Regions from separate parts of the Mus musculus genome. Here region 2 is linked to region 1. A link is a contact called in public Hi-C data. All regions are on one chromosome and are shown on one strand. The core of a region is the stretch at or near the end of the contact, and the rest is flanking DNA. Distances in the headings are between cores, read along the strand shown.

Evidence for each region. A called contact is a pair of places that touch in the nucleus more often than the background predicts.
Region 2: a contact with region 1 is called in a Hi-C map of neural progenitor cells, with 2.5 times the contacts expected there. The contact joins two enhancer-like sites. A contact is called at or near these places in 1 of 15 datasets of contacts at CTCF or cohesin (large pre-B cells), 6 of 484 Hi-C or Micro-C datasets (beige adipocytes, embryonic stem cells, myocytes and 2 more), 2 of 115 datasets of contacts at active chromatin or transcription factors (embryonic basal ganglia and pancreatic cancer cells) and 1 of 9 other capture datasets (embryonic stem cells).

The regions. Positions count from the first base shown.
Region 1 is chr9:61,557,390-61,560,536 of GRCm38.p6, reverse strand. No RefSeq gene overlaps it. Among named protein-coding and RNA genes, the nearest start is that of Gm39350, 36 kb to the left of the region's middle. Within about 2 kb of position 1,621, at least 49 of the 459 cell types and tissues checked have an H3K27ac peak or open chromatin away from gene starts, as enhancers often do. A contact at or near this core is called in neural progenitor cells, where this site is marked.
Region 2 is chr9:61,888,734-61,891,790 of GRCm38.p6, reverse strand. All of the region lies in intron 1 of Gm34974 (a long non-coding RNA gene), which reads left to right. Among named protein-coding and RNA genes, the nearest start is that of Gm34974, 8.5 kb to the left of the region's middle. Within about 2 kb of position 1,695, at least 31 of the 459 cell types and tissues checked have an H3K27ac peak or open chromatin away from gene starts, as enhancers often do. A contact at or near this core is called in neural progenitor cells, where this site is marked.

The sequences.
Region 1 (3,147 bases), core at 372-2,871:
TGTTACATTTGGGATGCTATAACAACCTCATTGTCCATCAACAGAAAACAGATAATGAAAAATTGGTAAATATACATATGTGTGTGGAATAGAATAGAATACTATTAAATACTAAAGGAAAAGAAGTTTAAGAATTTACAGGAAATAATTGGACTTAGAATGTATAAGTGAGATCACATATCTCAAAACCAAAAAAAAAACCTGCATGTTCTTTCTCATATGCAGAATCTAACCAATAGCATATGTGTATATGTAAGCCACTGTACACATGAGTACATATAACATGTAGAAAAAAGAAAGGCTAAACATGAGGGGGTGAGGAGAGACTGAAGGCTCAGTGCAGGTGACAGACACAAGTCATGATCGACGATATAAAGTTATTCTAAGTCTAACTCTGTCACAGACATTTGGGGGTTTGGTGCTAGATGCACCCATTGGTGAGAGGGTAAAATGTAACAGTGGTAACAGGGATTGTGTTAACCCTACAGCTCCCGTTCTGAACACCCATTCTAACTGTGTGGGACTTCACTGAGTTATATCGATTTTGAGGGTCTGGTTAATTTTTAGTGGTATTTTTATTTGCAAATTTGTTGTATATACATTTTATAAAATAAAACTTAAAACATTACGATTAAAAACCCGAAACAGCTGAAAGGAAGGGGAGCCTGTGTTGTCACACAGCGGTGAATTTGGGTCCCCGGGCTTGGCTCTGGTGGTTCTGAGAGTGAGGTAAAGTGGAGAGAGCGTCATAGAGAAGCTTAAGGAGGAAGCCATCAATCTCACGAATGATGGGAGGCAGAGAGCAAGACAGAGAGTGGTCCTTGACAGGATAGAGCCACAAAGGATGTGCCCTCAGGGCCTACTTCCTCCACATAGGCCCTACCTTCTAAAACATCAAGCACCTTCCAAATGGCATGTCTGCTGGGGACCAACCCTTCAATATTTTCATTTTTTAATGTGTGTGTTCATGTCTGTCACTATTGACACATTCAAACCACAGTGTACATATGGGTGTCAGAAGACAACCTCCAGAGTTGGTCCTTGCCTCCCACCTTGTTTGACATGTCTCCTTATTGTTCCCCAACATATACACACCAGCCCAGCTGACCCACGAGTTGCAAGGATTTTCTCCTCTCTTCCTCTCATCTCCTATCAGTGCTGTGTTGAGTCACAGCCCTAGTGGGGGAACGTTTCGTGTTCAAACGTGTCCACTGCTCTGTGAATAACTATCACGATGCCTGCAGTTCTCCTAGGCTGCAAAGCAGGGGAGAAACATGCACTTCTATCCACGAGCAGGAAAATTACCTCACAGATAGCTCTGCTCTGCCTGAGTCGGGGAAGCAGAAGTCCTGGGGTTATCCCAAAGACTCTGCACCACAGCATTTGGCAGAGCTGGGCCAAGAGGAAGACCCTTGCCTCTCGTTCTGTGTGCCTCACATCTGTTCTCAACATCTAGGGACAAGCTGGTCCAACCATGACACCCCCCCCACCCGCCCCCAGGCAGTTATTCTCCCTGTGGCGTTGCCAGCCCATCAGGCCAGCAGACACAATGAGACCCAGACTCCCCTCTGGGCCAGCTGGAATTCTGGCTCAGTGTCTGCACCACAGTTTGAGAATCCCTTGGCCAGTTAATGAGAGAGCCTGGCTCAGGCCGTCCTATGATCTCATAGCCTTTGAGTGGGTCACATTCCCTAGTTCCCAGTAGCATTGCTTGGAGAGGCATAATTCCGTCGCCTTGGATTCATTCCTGAAGTTACCATTTGTCTTTCTCTTCGTGTCTCTGAACTAGCTGAGGGCACCGTCCGCGTCTTACATAGCTTTCTACTTTCCCTGGATGCAGTCCATTCCCTGGCACAGTACCCAGGCGGTGGACATCAAGAACCGGACCACACCCCATGTGAGACATTTGCAGAGACGTGGAACTTAACCCGGGAGACCTAAGGCACTTCCAAAACATGTCTTAGGTTATGACTCAGGTCTAAAAGAGGAGACCAGAGACGAGTATATTTAACAGGCTCCAAAGTGCTGGTGATCTGACTCTTGCGTCACTTGGAACTCATGGCTTAGACCTTGATGCTGAGTTTGGCTCTGGGGATCGCTCATTGGGTACAGGGTATGGGCTGCCTGACTGAGGGGATGGGCATGGGCCGTGTTCCCTGGAACTCCTGCATGTTTCCATGCACATGTAGCACACATGGCACCTGTCACATCTGACACTCAGTCTCTTCCTGACTTGTCCTTGATCGGGTCAATGAGCCTCCTGCCTTCTTGACTTTGAAAAGTATTGACTTTGCCTCCCAAGGAAGCCTCATCCTTGAACCTTGAACTGTCAGTGACCTAGTGTTGATTTCAGATTTGGGTGATCCTGGGAGCCCTCATTAAAAGGACTTTGGGAAACACTACTTCCTATGTAGTTTTCCCTCTGGTGGAATCCACTGCCCCTTTTTGTCACTTCCGTCTCCTTTGAGTTCTTTTCCAGGAACTGCTATCTTAACCCCACCCAGCTAAGAAACTTAACTCACAGCTCTCCCCCACCTTCCCCTCTTGCTCTCTTTACAATCACTGACAGCATCTAGAACTTCAAATTGCATCGTTCACCACCCATGGGAAGGTATTACGAGGTCCTAGGGATATCTGAGGAAGAGCTACAATGGACGCATATACAGGTGAATCTGGAGTTGATATCAGCTTCTAATCTAATTTGAGGCTTTAATTTTCAAAAAATTGTTATCATTATTAGGATATTTAGTTATTCTATCTTTTATTTTACTCGTCAAGAACACTGACACATGATTAAGATGTGCCGTGTTGACTTCATGACACTGTGCCCTCCCTGGTATACTCTGTGTGGCATCAGACAGCTCCAAGAGAAGGGTCAAATGCATGGAGTTGGGGGAACGAACAGGCCACCCAGAGCTTAGACCTGAACTCACAAGAGCTTCGTAAGTCTCCAACACACAAGTCTGAAAGAGGCAAGAAGACATGTGTCCCTGTGTACGTCTAGTCTCTGGACCTTGAGAGCTGTGGTGTAAGGATGGTGGCGATCCTCCTAGCACACATTAGGGACTGTGATGATTGGGAGGCTGAGCCTGTATCAGAAGGCAATGGGACTCGTGGCCTGGCCAAGGCTCCCTGGAAGACTCCCTA
Region 2 (3,057 bases), core at 446-2,945, 330 kb before region 1:
TGGCTTGCTCTCTGTGGAAGATGAAGTTGTCAGAGGAAAGGAATCTATAGAGGACCATTAAGGGAAGCGTGGGACTTTGGAAGACAGATGCTGGGACCTACTGAGTGCCTGCCGTGGACCAGGTACTTTCCAGCCATGGTCTTGTCTTGGGAGTAGAGTTTTGCTATGTACCTCACTCTAGTCTTGCACGACAATACTTCTGCTTTGGCCTCTAGAGTTTTGGGATTACAAGGCATATGCTGCCAAGCCAAGCCAGACATGGTCATTTTTGAGACTCCTCCAGCAACCATCCAGGTGAGGTGTCCCCCTTTTGTAGGACATGGAATGGTGGTGAGGTGAATTTGAGTCACATCCTTGAAAAGTGGACAACTGGGATCCACACTCGCTTTACCAGTTTTCTTTGCTTCATGGTGCCCTAGTGAGGCTCCTCTGTGTGCTCAGCACCCCTCCCTCAGAGCTCCATTAGACACTATTCTATCTATCTATCTATCTATCTATCTATCTATCTATCTATCTATCTACCTACCTACCTACCTACCTACCTACCTATACCTATCTATCTATTGGCTTTTCAAGACAGGGTTTCTTTTTGTAGCTTTGACTGTCCTAGAACTTGCTCTGTAGACTAGGCTAGTCTTGAACTCACAGAGATCCACCTGCCTCTGCCTCCTGAGTGCTGGGACTAAAGGTGTGTATTTGTGTGTGTCTTAATATGTTCATCTGAATACAAGTGCCTAAGGATGCCAGAAGAGGGCAGAACCATATCCCCTGGAGCTGGAGTTACATATGGTTGTGAGCCATCCAGTGTGGGTACTGGGTGGGAACTGAACTTGGGTCCTCCGAAATAGCTGTATAGACTCTTGACCACTGAACTATCCCTTCCCCTCCCATTTCTAATCAATAGAAAAACAAATACTAATGTGAGATGCAGGCTTAAAATACACACACACACACACACACACACACACACACACAGAGTGGAGTGGGGATGTGGTTCAGTTGATAGAGGTTTGTTTAGTATGGACAAAGCCCTGGATTTCATTCCCAGCATTGCATAAATGGGGTGTGGTAAGGCAAACCTATAATCCTAGCACTTGGGATGTAGAAGCAGAAGGATCAAAGGTTCAAGGTTATCCTTGACTAGATAGCAAGTCCAAGGCCAGCCTGGGTAACAGGAGATCCTATCTCAAACAAACAAACAAACAACACAACACAACACAACACAACACAAGAGAAAATGACATAACATGTACACGATTCACTCAACCCCCTCTGCCTCCCCACTCCTCCCGTGCTGGGGGCTTGAACGTGGCACCTCTCACATGTTAGGCTCAACACTCCTCTACTGAGCTACACCTCCAACCCTCAGTGTTCTGCCATCCTGGAAGAAACGGATTCTTGATGGGTTGAATAAATTCAATATTTTGCAAAACACTGACTGCAGTTCATTGAATGCCTATTGTTGTCTTTCCCTCATAAAGGAAGTAAAATAGATTTTAAAATATTTACCGTGTGGGAGTAGCTGCTGAAGGCAATTATTATGTATGAGTAGAACTCGAAAGGTGTCTGGCCGAGAATTCAGATTCCTAGGGCGTACAGAGGTTGGCAGGGGAGACAGCCGAGAGCCCGTCTCTTCTGGACCCCAGCATTCTGTGGCTCTCTTATTTGTTGACAGACAAAGCCCATTTATAACTTTTGGAGTCTGGCTTCCAGCATGGTGGCAGGGATTCAGGAATGCGTTCGCTGGGAGTCACTTAGGGAACAAGGCCTGATTGTCTTCCCTCCTGACTCTCAGGACACACACTCTGAAGCAACGTCCTCAAACCCATATTGCCTGCAACCTCCCTCACAGTGGCTATGAACCTAGGGGTCAGGAGATGTGGGTTTGCACTCTCCACCAGAACTGTGTACTTTCCAGAAAGTTATTTCCCTTTCCTGCCTCCCTTGTTCTCTGTGGACACCTCCAACCCTGGGTGGCTGTGGTCTTGGGCCAAGCATAAGGAAGGAGTGTCTGACACATCACACCAAGTTCACACATCCTCTAAGTTCATGGGATACTGAGTGTTCGGCCACTGTGATGGCTGTCAGCCGGGAACCTCTAAGATGAAGCCCCCTTCACTTATGCACAGATTCCAACTGAGCCCTGAGGGTCCCCAAGCTCCTGAGGTACAGATGAGGCCCAGAGTTGAATCAGCCCCTTGCTTTTTTCCATATCTAAGAGCATGTGCTCACAGAGACCCACGTGTGGGGGTGGGGGGACTCTCCGAAGCACTCAGAGAAGCCTGTGGCTGGGCACCTGACTTAGAATCCTGCTGGGATCTCTTCTCCTACCCTACACTCTCAACTTCCCCGCCTCCCATTGGCTTCTCTTCCTCTATAATTTACGTATGTATGTATGCATGTATGTATGTAATGTACTCCCCTTCCCTGCGTTGGCTGTCACATTCCTTCCCCTCCTACTTCACAGCACAGTTCAGCTGCAGCAGCCCGCAAATGCACATATCAAAACCTGCCAGGAGAGGCTTGGTGGCTAAGAGCACTGGCGGTTCTTCTAGAGGACCTGAGTTCAGTTCCTAGCACACACATGGTTGCTCATGACCATCTGAACCTCCAGTTTCAGGGGATTTGAAGCCCTCTTTTGGACTCTGGGCACCAGGTACTCATGTGGTTCACAGACATCCACACAGGCAAACATACCTGCACACATAAAATAATAAAATAAAAATTAAGAACATTTCTCAGGAGCTTCTCAGGCAGATAGACTCCAGAGAGGGGGATCATGGGATCGTTCTACAGGAAGGGGTCGCCATGGGCCAAGAGAAGGCTCAGTGGGAGAATGCTCTCACTGTGAAGCCTTGGTGACCTCAGTTGATTCCTAGAACCACATAAGGTGGAAGGAGAGCCAGACTTCACGAGTGTGGTCTGATCTCCAGACTCTTACCATCACCACACATGTGCCTATCCCCCATTACATTCGTTGGGGAGCAGGAGACACAAATAATAAATTTAGTATGTAAAAAAAAAGTCCTCAGAAAGATTAAAAGCTGGCCTAGGGAG